Linked DNA regions of Mus musculus: region 1 is linked to region 2. Evidence: chromatin contacts called from public HiChIP or PLAC-seq data. All regions are on one chromosome and are shown on one strand. The core of a region is the stretch at or near the end of the contact, and the rest is flanking DNA. Distances in the headings are between cores, read along the strand shown.

The links. HiChIP or PLAC-seq counts read pairs in DNA pulled down with a chosen protein or histone mark.
Region 1: an H3K27ac HiChIP or PLAC-seq map of regulatory T cells shows a contact between it and region 2, with 4 times the contacts expected there. The contact joins the enhancer-like site here to the promoter of 2210417A02Rik in region 2. A contact is called at or near these places in 2 of 484 Hi-C or Micro-C datasets (CD4 T cells and bone marrow-derived dendritic cells) and 3 of 115 datasets of contacts at active chromatin or transcription factors (embryonic stem cells, pancreatic cancer cells and regulatory T cells).

Annotation. Positions count from the first base shown.
Region 1 is chr5:148,620,342-148,626,736 of GRCm38.p6, reverse strand. No RefSeq gene overlaps it. Among named protein-coding and RNA genes, the nearest start is that of Gm36140, 10 kb to the left of the region's middle. Within about 2 kb of position 1,871, at least 56 of the 459 cell types and tissues checked have an H3K27ac peak or open chromatin away from gene starts, as enhancers often do. A contact at or near this core is called in regulatory T cells, where this site is marked.
Region 2 is chr5:148,739,736-148,745,626 of GRCm38.p6, reverse strand. It overlaps 2210417A02Rik (RIKEN cDNA 2210417A02 gene), which reads right to left and starts at 3,787. Exons shown (of 2, transcript NR_028285.1): 1 at 3,643-3,787; 2 at 2,488-2,892.

The DNA.
Region 1 (6,395 bases), core at 622-3,121, 120 kb after region 2:
GCATGCTGCACTCAAGATGCTGCCTACTGAATAGAGTATGATGCTAGAGTCCCCCACATCTTGCCTTTCTTTTTTACTTGGGCTAAGTGAGGCCTTCCTCCTCCCTGGCTGTTAATAACAGGTTTGCCCAGCTTGTTCTTGGCAAGGCTCACTTTTCCCAGGGAATAATGAAGTTTTGCACCACCACAGTCTTCTCATCAAGGAGGGACACTGGCAGGTCCTAGACTCCTGCTGCTGTCTCACCCTAGCCTCTCGGTTCTATATCCCCTCACCAGGTATATGTCTGGTCGTGGTATAGGGATCATTCTAAATGCTTCAACTGCCAGTCCGTGCGTTGTCTTTCCCAGTCCCATTAACTCACAGCAGTTAAAATAGATTAGTCACCTGTTAGGCAGTTCCTGATTTCAATATGCTGCTCTCAGAGACCTAGAGTCATAGAAGCACTGAGACATGAACCAGGGAGGAAAATGGTGGGGCAGCTCACCAGATCTCAGAGCTTATCATCCACTTCCTGTTAACTGCTTATGACTTATCCTGTATCTATCTGCCAGTGCCTGAGGCACACCCGAGTCACCTGAATCTGTAGTAGATGACTACTGTGATATGGAGAAAGAGGAGTTGTTTCTCTCTGCCTCTGGCGACAAATTTAGGTCCATCACTTGTCAGGGGTATATCCTGTCCCAAGAAGGAAAGTCAATTGGCCTGGAAATGCACACATCCGTCATTGTCATCATCATCATCAATTACAATTTATTTATTTTATGTGTGTATTTTTGCCTGTATGTATTTATGCATACCAAATGTATGCCTGGTACTTACAAAGATCATAAGAGGGCATCAGATCCCCTGTAACCGGAGTTAGAGCCAGTTGGGGGCCATTATGTGAGTACTGGGAACCAAAATCAGGTCCTCTACAACAGTAGCCAGTGCTCCTAACCACTGAGTCAACTCTGCAGCCCACACAGGAGACCCTTACCACTGCAAAGTATAAGGAACAAACCACCACTTGCAGAGAATTGACAGCTCTGGGGACTGCATGAACCTCATGGAAAGTCCAAAAGGGTCACTTTGAGGGTGGGGCATTCTGGGTGTTTTCTGAAGCTGGGGTGGCTTTCTCTGGATTCCATGTCCACCTGCTTCCAGACTCTAACAGTTGAATACAATTAACTAATGGCGCACGGGGGAAGAGGTCATGGTATTTATACTCTTAATGTGTACTTTCAGCCTTTGCAAAAAGCAGCTTCAACATCTCTCCCTAACAATGAGAATTTGTGAATGGCCGTTCCTTTCCAGAAATAAACTGTAATTTCAGAAGGAGCAAGCCCAGGAAAGCTTTGTTCCTGGGTTGCCTGCCTTTTCCAGGACCGTCAATGCACCGCATAGGAAGAGCTGTTGAGAATTGTCAACGATGTCAACGCTCCTCATGAAAAGGGACCTGGGGTTGCATTGTACAAAGGTCTGAATAACTCACTGTTCTCCGCAACGAGAATGAGATTTCTCGTTGTCATGGTTACCGTTAACAGTAATTCAATTCAACATGACATATATACATACATCAATGACGACGTCAGACTTGACCTCATTGTGTCTGAAAAGAAGCTCTGATGCTTGCCTTTGGAGGTCCTGTTAGAGCCCCAGAAAGCCCCGTGCAGCTCTGGGCTCCTTCCGTACACTGGTTCCATTGAGTTGCTGGATCTCCCCCACGGCAGGCACTACGCTGGACTTAGAAATGCCACAGTAAATATCTCAGGTCTTCCTGTGAAGAGTTTGGACTCTAAAAGGTAAAACAAGATCAGTCAGTCTATCACAGAGCATAAGGGCCGGGTGAGCAGGAAGGTTCTGTGAAACCAACTCTAGAGGCATACACTTATGCAAATGAGCAGGCCTGGTGTCTGAGGCACAGGAAGTGACGTTCCAAGTGACTCCGTTTCCTAAACGACGGCTTCAACGACTTAATACAGCAAAGCGGTAGGCTAGCATCTAGTTAAGGATCTCTGTGGGCTAAAATCAAGGGGTTGGCAAGTCTGTGTCCCCTTTTGGAAGATCCAGAGAAAAATCCACCCACTTCCTTGTTCTTTGCAGCCTCTCAAGACCTCCTTCCTCCGTCCTCACGCCTAGCTATATTGTGTGTGTGTGTCTCTCTCTCTATGTAGATGAATATGGCCTTGAACTCATAGAGATCCACCTGCCTCTGCCTCCCCAAGTACTGACGTCTACTCATGGGTTTTAGGATTTTGGATGTGGGTATCGTTGAGTATCATTATCTTGTCTATGAGACTGAGGAAAGACTTGTCACCTGTCTCTCCTGTATGTTTAGTTTTGTTGTTGTTGGAGGTGGCTTTTTGTTTTGTTTGGTTTGGTTTGGTTTGGTTTGGTTTTTCGAGACAGGGTTTCTCTGTGTAGCCCTGGCTGTTCTAGAACTCACTCTGTAGACCAGGCTGGCCCTGAACTCAGAAATCCACCTGCCTCTGCCTCTCAAGTGCTGGGATTAAAGGCATGCGCCACCACCGCCCGGCTCTCCTGTATCTTTAAGTTATTGATATTGTTTTATTTGTATATTATTTGTTTGGCTTATATTTTCCAACCCCTTCCTGCTTGGTGATACTGTTTGATATCTGTGCTGGGCCAAGCTGAGGGGTGGGGTCACCTCTGAATGGCTCTGCTTGATGTTGGAGTATGGGAGAGTTGGCTCATTTTATAGTCATGTCTCATGGGCAATTGTTTTAAGAATCTGTTCCCTTGAAACCAGGTTCAGTAGGTGAGGCTCACCCTGTCTGGTGCAGCTTCGAAGACGGCGTATGGGGATTATGCTGTCTATGACTAGACACGGGGTTAGGTGGAGTCAAGTAAAGAGGACAGTTCACTGGGCTTCACGTTAGTTAGCAGATAGAGGTTGGTCTGGTGGTGGTACACAGGCACTTCCTATTCAGAATGACGGCTCGAGAGATGGCTTTGCATTAGCAACACATACCACTCTTGCTAAGGACCTGAGTTCAATTACCAGGACCCACAATGAGCGGCTCACAACCACCCATAACTCCAGTTCTAGGAAGACCCAACTTTGGCCTCAATCAGTACCTGCATTCAGTGCACACACTGACTGACACAAATACATAGAAGTAAAAACTATAAAGCAAATCTTGTTTTGTTGTTGTTGTTGTTGTTGTTGTTGTTGTTGTTTTAAGAAAGACTGAAAACCATTGAGGGAGGCCAGGATGAGAGGTTTCTCACTAGGGGCCCCTGCCCTCCACCTCCCCAGTCTAACATGGCTTCTGGTTTTTTCTATAGTGGACTCCTTTGCTATCGCCCACACTGAAGCTACTGTTGGTATTTCGAGGCAGACCATCCCCAGTGTGGGTGGTGTGGGGCGGATCCCCAGTAAATGTTTGCTGAATTAATCAGATAGGTCAAAATAGGGCTTTTCACATCACTCTTGTTCAGAAACCTGCCGTTGCTCACTCCCTCCACTTTAAAACATCCATTTGTGTTAAATGTACTCTGTTTCCATCGGCCCGTAGTTTAGGTGGGGCAACGTTGCCGAGAGGACCACTATAACTACATGGCTTAAATGATAGACTTTCATTTTCCAAAGATCCAGATGCTGGCTGAGGGAGTTGGGGTAGGGTTCTTCTGAGACCATGTCTGTCTGCTCACTGAGCCCCTACAGTTTGGATCTGAATATTTGGATAAAGTCTGCCCAACTAGAACATTCTGTACAAATACACCAAAAATCAGAAACACTTCTGGTCCTTCACATTTCAAATACAGTGTGACTCAACCAGTCTCACCTCATGATGCAAAACATAATAATAACATATTGTTGCATGTGTTTGAGTGATAGACGCTTGCTAGACAGACTCCATCTCCAATTCCTCTTTCTGGCTATGAATGCTCACCCAGTATCTAATGAGTGAATGAAGACAGTGCAGAGAGCATTGCCACACCACTGGAGTGTAAAAGATAAGGTACCAGGCGGGTGCAGAGATGGCTCAGCAGATAAGAGCACTTGCTACTCCTGCAGAGGACCAGGGTTCCATTCCCGGTATCCACATGGAGGTTCACAACTGTCTCTGACTCCAGTTCCAAGGTCAACAGGCACACACACATGCATGTATGCAAATGCTCTTAAATGAAAAATAAAATAAATAAATCTTTAAAAAAAAACAGAATTAGATGCAAATTTGAGGTTAATAAGTGCTTCCTGACAGGGCGGTAATGTGTACAGGAAAATAAAAGTCTGTCGTTGTACAGAGGCAGTGTGTGTGTGTGTGTGTGTGTGTGTGTGTGTGTGTGTGTCTGAGAAGACAGTGGTACAAACCACATGGCAGGCATTCCTGCTTGTGTTGTCACACATATGTGACCCTGTTTCAGTAAATCTCCAACCACAATAAGCCCATGCAAAGGACACACAACTCAGTTATAATATTTCTAGACGGCACGCCTAGATTGGGCAGATCTACCACTACACTACTCTACTCCCCAGCTATGAGATCCCTTGCTACCTGCGGTTCCTCCAGGCCTTGTGCTTCTGCTCCATCTTCCTTCTACCTCTTCTTCCTCCATCCTCCTTTCTCTCCTCTGTCTCCCCTTCCTCCTTCCTCTCTCTACCTCCCTAAAACCCCCAGCCCCACCTTTTCCTTCCACTGCCCGATCACAGGCTCTCGCCTTTACCTGACCAGTTAAAATGGGGAGAAGGTTCACCTGAAATCCCGAGTACAAGGAAGCAGAATTAGCATCAAATTACAAAGCGCACCAGAGCAGTCTACAACACCTTCTTGTGCCTCAGTTTTCTTCTCCATTGATTGAGGACAAGAACTACGGCTACCTCATAGGCTCCTGTGTGCCTTGAACTCTAGTGCCAGGCAGACAGTAAGCGCATGGTGAATACCAACCAACTATTACCCTGCAGGGACTTCAGATATTTTTAATGTGTCACCCATTAATGAGGTCATTATATTTTACTGATCTATATGAAAAGCTCTTTAAAAACATAACATTTCATCCAAGGATCTGCACTTAGCACCAGGTATAGCTCCTCATGTGTTTCCAGACTTTATGCACTGGGAAAAACAAGGGGAACCATTCACACAGTAGTTGTCAGGCCTTTGTGAAATGTGACAACCAGGTTCTTAATTATTCTTAGAAATGTCAGAACTCACCGAATGCAATTAGTCCTGACAGTTCAAGGGCTAATTAACACCAACCCCTGCTTCTTGGGTTACCTCGTTAGCATTTCTTGGTCACATGCAAACACAAAAACCTATTTCAGAAACTTTTTTTTCTGATTTTGAAGCAGGTAGGAACCTCATGTGGAACAAACCTGTTGAGGGAATGAAGGGGCTCAGCCAGCCTTTGGATCCTGATGGGGGTGCAGGTGAGATGTGGCTGCAGAGTGTGTGGGATGCCTGGAGATCAGTCTTGCCAGCCCATAATGATGCTTCTCTTCGCAGGCTGCCTTTCCCTCCCCCCACCTGTCTCCCATGACAAAATCCTCTCCTCTCCCGGGCTCACCAACCTCATTAAATACAAAACACAAATATACTAAATGAAGAAAAGCCAGATGCAGAAAGACATGTATTGAATGATTCCATTTACACGAAACAGCTAGAGACAGCGACTAGATTAGAGAGCACCAGTGGTTGCTGGAGAGTGGGCGGGGGAGGCAGCATCCTTGCTTAGTGGGTGCAGGGCTGGCTTCTGCTTAGCGTAGCAGCTCAGTGCAGTCAATTCCACGGAATTCGTGGGGTTTTTGCTATAATAGAGATTGAACCTAGGGCTCTGAACATGCCAGGCAAGCATGTTACCATAAAAGCTCTTCCAACCCAGGGTTTCCTTTCTCTTCTTTTTCCTTTCCTTTCCTTTCCTTTCCTTTCCTTTCCTTTCCTTTCCTTTCCTTTCCTTTCCTTTCCTTTCCTTTCCTTTTCTTTTCTTTTGCCATAGGGTCTCACTAAGTTGCTTAGCTGGCCCTGGGCTCAACATCTCCTGCCTTAATCTACACCACAAAGGTCCAGCTGAATTATATGCCGAACTGGCCAGAGTGACTCATTTTATGCTACCTAATTCTTTTAATGTTGAAAAGTGTCATGGCTAAAAGGTGGGGGTCTTTAAGAAGGCATTGGACCGCAAAGGCTCCCCCCTCATGAATAGAACTCAGGTCCCAATCAAAGAGGCTTCATCTAGATACCAACCTGCTTGCCCTTTAGCCCTCTGCTTCCTCCACCCCGGAGGACAGGAGGACAAGGCTTCAAACCTCCATCTTAGAAGGGGAGGGCATCCCTCACCAGTTTCGAAACCTTCCAGCACCTTGGCTATGGATCCCCCAGCCAATGCGAATGCATTTCTGTTCTTTCCAGTGTTGCGTCATGTCAGCTCACACACAAGGGTGGGTGGAGGTG
Region 2 (5,891 bases), core at 2,538-5,037:
CACCTGCACCCTAATGCTGAGCTCTACCCTCAGACCTTGGGGACATTTGAGACAGACACTGACTGGACTTGAACTTTCGATCCTCCTGCCTCTCCGCGCCCTCCAACCCCCCAGCCTTGTCCCCTGAGTCCTAGGATTGTGAGTGCACAGAGCCATGCCCAGTTAAAGTTCTCACCAGGATTACTCATGAGTCCTTAGACATTACAGCATCGTTTGCCAGCTTTGTTCTCTTGTACTTTTCAGCTTAAAATCTTAAGTCTAAATCTATTGCTCAATTACGCATCAAATGAGCAAGAAGCCTGACCCTCCCATGTTGCCTTCTAGACATGACTAAGGGGATAAGCCATGTTGCCATCATCCCAATTCTTAATTCTACCGTTCTCAGAGTGAACATTTCTTACCTACTAAGCAGGAGACTGACTCTAGGCCAGTGTTTCTCAACCTGTGGGTCTCGACCCCTTTTGGGTTTTGCCTATCAGATCTCCTGCATATCAAATATTTACATTGTAAATTGTAACACTAGACAAATTTCAGTTATGCAGTAGCAGTGAAATGATTTTATGGTTGGCGGGGGAGGGGGGTCACCCCAGCATGATGAACTGTTTTAAAGGGTCACAGCGTTAATTTGGTTGAGAGCCACTATTGTCTAGTTAAGTTGAGGCCTCCATCTCAACAGGGCGGGGTGAGACACCTGCTGTGGAGTCTTTTGGCCATGAAACAAAACTTAATTTGTATTCCCAAAGCTGTTTGTGACGCAGTGGAGTGTAACTAAGTCTCTGAGCCACAGTGAAAACACTCTCAGCTAATTCTGTCATCTCAGGTAGGCCTTCCTCCCCCAAAGTGGGCAGACCCCTCAGCTGATTGACTGATGTTACATCACTGTGAAAAAAAAAATTCACATTCTTTGGCACACTCCCTATGTCTCATTCCTGTCTGTCTCTAAGGCCCCTGTCTTAGGGTTCTACTGCTATGAACAGACACCATGACCAAGGCAACTCTTACAAAGACACTTAATTGGGGCTGGCTTACAGGTTGAGTCCATTATCATCAAGGCAGTAACATGGCAGCATTCAGGCAGGCACAGTGCAGGAGGAGCTGAGAGTTCTACATCTTCATCTGAAGGCTACTAGTGGAAGACTGGCTTCCTGGGAGCTAGCATGAGGGTCTTAAAGCCCACACCCACAGTGACACACCTACTCCAACAAGGCCACACCTCCAAATAGTGCCACTTCCTGGGCCAAGCGTATTCAAACCACCACAGATCCTTTAAGGCCCTAGCCAGAGAAGAGTGCCAGAATAAAATACAACCTAAAAGTCACAGTGTAGAGGAGCCATAGCCAAGTGGTTTCTCTCTGACCCATGGCTTAGTGGGTCACTCGGTCCTTTCCTTGTGGGCTCTGGAGGGCTCATCTTGGAAGGGGGCGCTTTATGACCTGTTTTGGGGTAGGAGGATACTGGGAGATCAGGGGGGCTATTTTTCCAGGTTTTCTGACCCGCTCAGGGTAGAAGGGAAGAACAGGCGGGATGGTACCCAGCTTCTGCTGTCTTCCCGACAGTGCATGCATGGGCTGCATTTGGGGAAGCGTGACTTGAACTCAAAGCCTGCAGATGTGACGCTGATGACTAAGAGATGTGCTGTGAGACTCCTCGGGTGTGGGGTGGGGTCTCTGTCTTCCAAAAGTTAGTTCATATGAGTTAGTTCATATAGTGTGTAGCATATGAGGACAGCTAAGACCACAGCACACACACACCCCACTTAGAATAGCACACATATGGTAGCATACCACAGTACTATTCTGGTCTGTCTGTTAACCGTACACGCTGCTGGCAGACGTTATTTAAACACGTCTGGGATGCCAGACTCTTCTTCAGAGCCACCGTTTCGGCTCCATTTTTCAAACCAACTCAATTTAATGGAGGACCGACATTTGTAGCGTCCCTTGTGCGCAGGGTGGCCACTAACCCAGCCACTGTCCGTTAGGTGTAAGTGGGAGCAGATTGACTGAGACTTCTGGGAATGCTGTTTTCTAGGGGGGAAGGGGGGAGAGGTTGTCTATCCTTCTTCCTTCAAGCAGATATGGCGCCTGGGGTGCTCTGCAGGCATTTGGTGGTGGTGGTGGTGGGGGGGGAAGAAAGGTCATGAGCAAGATGGCCAACCAAAAGACATGGGAGATGGTTAAGTAGATTCATCATATCCACTCTGGGGCATCTCCCTTTGGCCTTATCACCTGGCCATAAGTATTCCTGTGTTGTTAAAGCCCACACAGTCAGATTTCAGTTAAATGCCAGAAAATCAATTCTAAAGGACTTGAGACTATTTCTTTATCGGTATGGGTCATACTCACTTAACTAATCCTCGAGGGTTGAAAATGGTGTGACCTTACAAAAAAGAAAGCTTAATGAGGCTTTTATCCACACAGGAGACTATTTTCTGCAAGATAAATTCCTATACTTTTGAGCCTTTGGGTCAAAGGGTAGATGTATTCAGTTTTTTAAAAAGATTTATTTTTAATTATGCGTAGGTGTATGTGTCTTGGGGTGCGGGGTATGTAGGTACAGGCAGATAACTTGGATTCCCAAAGCAAGAGTCTCAGGCATTGTGGGTGCTGGGACCTGAACTCAGTCCTCTGCAAGAGTGGTATATAACCTTAACTGACGAGCCTACTCTCCAGCCATATCTTCAAATCTAATCAATACTGTTCAGTTTCCTGCTGGAGAATTCTTAATGCACAAGGGCAAGGGTCACTCAAATGACGGCTTCAAGACATATAGAATCCAAAGCTTGACTCTTTCAGATCATCTCCTGGAGAACGGTTTTTCTTTTCTTCCTTAGGAATAGAGGGGCTTCAACGGGTCCTTCAACCGAGAACAAGATACGGGAAGGCTTACTTCCTGAGAGAGGGATGTAGGGAAGAAAGACAGAGGCGGAACTGTGTGCTGTTCCTTTCCCAGGATTCCCCTCAGGGTGCACAGCAGGTGGGAATCACAGCTGCTTTCTCAGACTTAGATTACAGTTCCTGCAAACAGACTCTCTTCTTTCCTTTTCTGACCCAGCAGACTGCTAAGGCGATTAAACATATCTCTGCTCTCAGGTACCAAGTGTGGTGCAGCAAAGAGTTGGACATTGTAACAGTTAGAATTAAGGCCCTTAAAAAGGAGATTCTAAAGGGGCTAGAGAGATGGCTCTGTGGTTAGGAACACTGGCTGCTCTTCCAAAGGGCCTGGTGGCTCCCAACCATGTGAAAGTGCCTGGGAATTTCCAGGTCCTGGGAATCTGATGCCCCCTTCTGGCCTCTATGGGTATTGCATCCATGTGGTGCACAGACATTTATGCAGGCAAACGTTCATACACATAAAATAAAAATAAATCTTTGAAAAGAGAGAAAGAGGGGCTGGAGAGATGGTTCAATAGTTAAGAGAATTTGCCATGTCCTGCTCCACACATCCTTCTCTCGGGCTTCTTGACTCAGCTTGCGGCTCTGTGAATTTTCTTCTGCTCGCCCAGAGCTCTGTGGCAGGGGTCACCCTTCCCACCTGCCTTGCCAGGTCGCCCTCCCCAACACCCCCACTGTTGCCCCATCTCCCCTGTCCCCAGTCAGGTCCCGAGTGCTCCCACCTGCCCTCTCTGCCAGCCACTCATACCTTGGACTCTTTGAGGGTGACTGGAAAGGAGAAGCAAGACCGTGTCGTCATCTAACTTTCCTGTGAAACCCGCGCAGCCGCGGGTCCTAGCACAGAGTCTGAGTTCAGAGTTTACAAAGCTTCTGTTAACTGCTTCCTGCTCTTCCAGCAAGTTCTACAAACCGAACTACAGTTCCCTTCAGGCTTCTCGAACTCACTTCCGGTGCTTCTTGCAGGAAGCCCGAGAGAAGGATGGGTGGAGCCCCACTGGGCTTTCCCCAATTCAATCAGTTTATAAACTAAACTTCATTTCCATGGGGGCAGCTCTTTGAGCTCCCCGCACCCGGAAGTCTCCAGTGGCTCCAGAAGTCTCCCTTGGCACTATCCCATTTCCTTCGGCTCTTCAGCATCACACACATCATGCCTTCACGTCTGAGCTCCTCTCCAGCCTGCAAAATGATCAACAGATGGGGACCACTGTGTCTCCAGAGCCTACCTCATAGTAGGTGCTCAATAAGTATTTGCCGCATGAATGGCTCTTCCGGGGTGCGTAGTAAACACTTGGTAAGAGTAAGCTGAATCATCGAAGGTCCATTTCTGTTTAAGCCTTTATCAACTCAAAACAGGAATTTGACAATGACACCCCCTCCATATTGGCTGCAGAACACATCCAGATTAACTGTCACAAAGCGCCACACTCATCAGGTAACTCTAAAGGAAATTTATCCACAGCTTCCCAATAAATTCTGAGCAAACCTCCCGCCCTCTGTGGCTGGGTCAGGGCCTACAGAATTTCTGGCTTGGAGCCTGGGGTTGTGATGTCAGCCTTCAGGGTTTCTGAGAGCTGAGTGTCTGCCCAGTGCTGTTTGTTTGCAGAACTGGCTCCCTCTCCTAAGCGCCCTGTTTGCACAGGGGTGTTTGCAGCTAGCCGCAGCCTGTGATTAAATCGAAAGCGGCTTGGTGTTTGAACTTGGTCATTCCTGAAGGTCACCAGTGGGCGGTCTCCAGGAGGTCAGCAGCTGCATGCACGAGGCCTTTCAATGACCCCTAATTAACATCTGTACTTGGGAGGACAGAAAAGAAAAAGAGGTGGTGTTTGGCATGTGTCTGGGTGGCTGAGTTATGACACTTTCAAACTTTAAGTGGTTATCTGTCTGATAATTTTTTTTTTTTTTAATGAGGAAGCCCGCTGTCCTTGGGCCCAGAAATATCTGGGTCTGGCTTTTCTAGACATACAAGGTGCTGTCTCGGCAAATTGTGGCTGTAGCTTGTGCAGATGGGAGGTGACACACCACTGGCTGCTTTTCGGCCTTGGGTATAATTGTTGGTGCGGGTGTTGTCTATGGCCCTGTTTACAAGCCTCTGGCAGCCCCTGGCATTAAACACCCCTGGGCGCTTCCTCTGCCAGGATGTGTCCATCTGGAAACAGGTGGGGGAATTATACCTTGGCAACACACACACACACACACACACACACACACATACACACACACACAAGGCCTAGCTATTTAAGCTCTTTCTTCTACCGAGGAGGAAGTCAGGTGATAGCACAGACCTTTTGACACCGGCTCTCCGTCTGCACTCAACAGTGAGTTTGAGCAATTTCTGTAGCTTGTACAGCCTCTAATTTCTCCATCAGTCCGCTGCAGATGATACTCGTTGTGAAGCTATTCCCGGGGAGTAAAGTACAATGGCTTGGACTAGTGTTTGCCTGGGACATGGGAAGAGCCGCCATTACCGATACCCCTCGGGGAGACAGAGCTGAACTGTAATTGGGTTTTAAGTCTGACTGCTGGTTCCGAATGGGGAGGGGGCATAACTGTGCTTACAGCCTCCGATGAGACGTGTCTGTGTGCCAGGTGTGTGCCGATAGCAAAGACTGGTTCTCAGGAGCTGCTGGGACCTGAGGGAGGAATAGACGTGTTTCACCTGTATCTAGAGCCACCCCACCCCATCCTTGGAGGGGCTTCTAGGCTCATTAACTCACCAAAGATCACCATCTCTCCCTGCCTCCCTTCCCCTATACACTCCAATGTGGGAGACTTAAAATGCTGAATTTATTTCTGAACTATGGTTTCTGCTCCTCTTCCTCTGCTGGCTGTCTCCAACCTAAGTATCACTATGACTATGCCAGGGGCCCCACCCCATGCAACACACACACAAACTGTGCCTGTGACCAGGGCTTTCATGGTTGCTTGGCTGAGGAGATCTTTTGGGAAAGCACTTGATCCACAGGGACATGTGGACCTTTGACCCCACAGGTTCTTAAT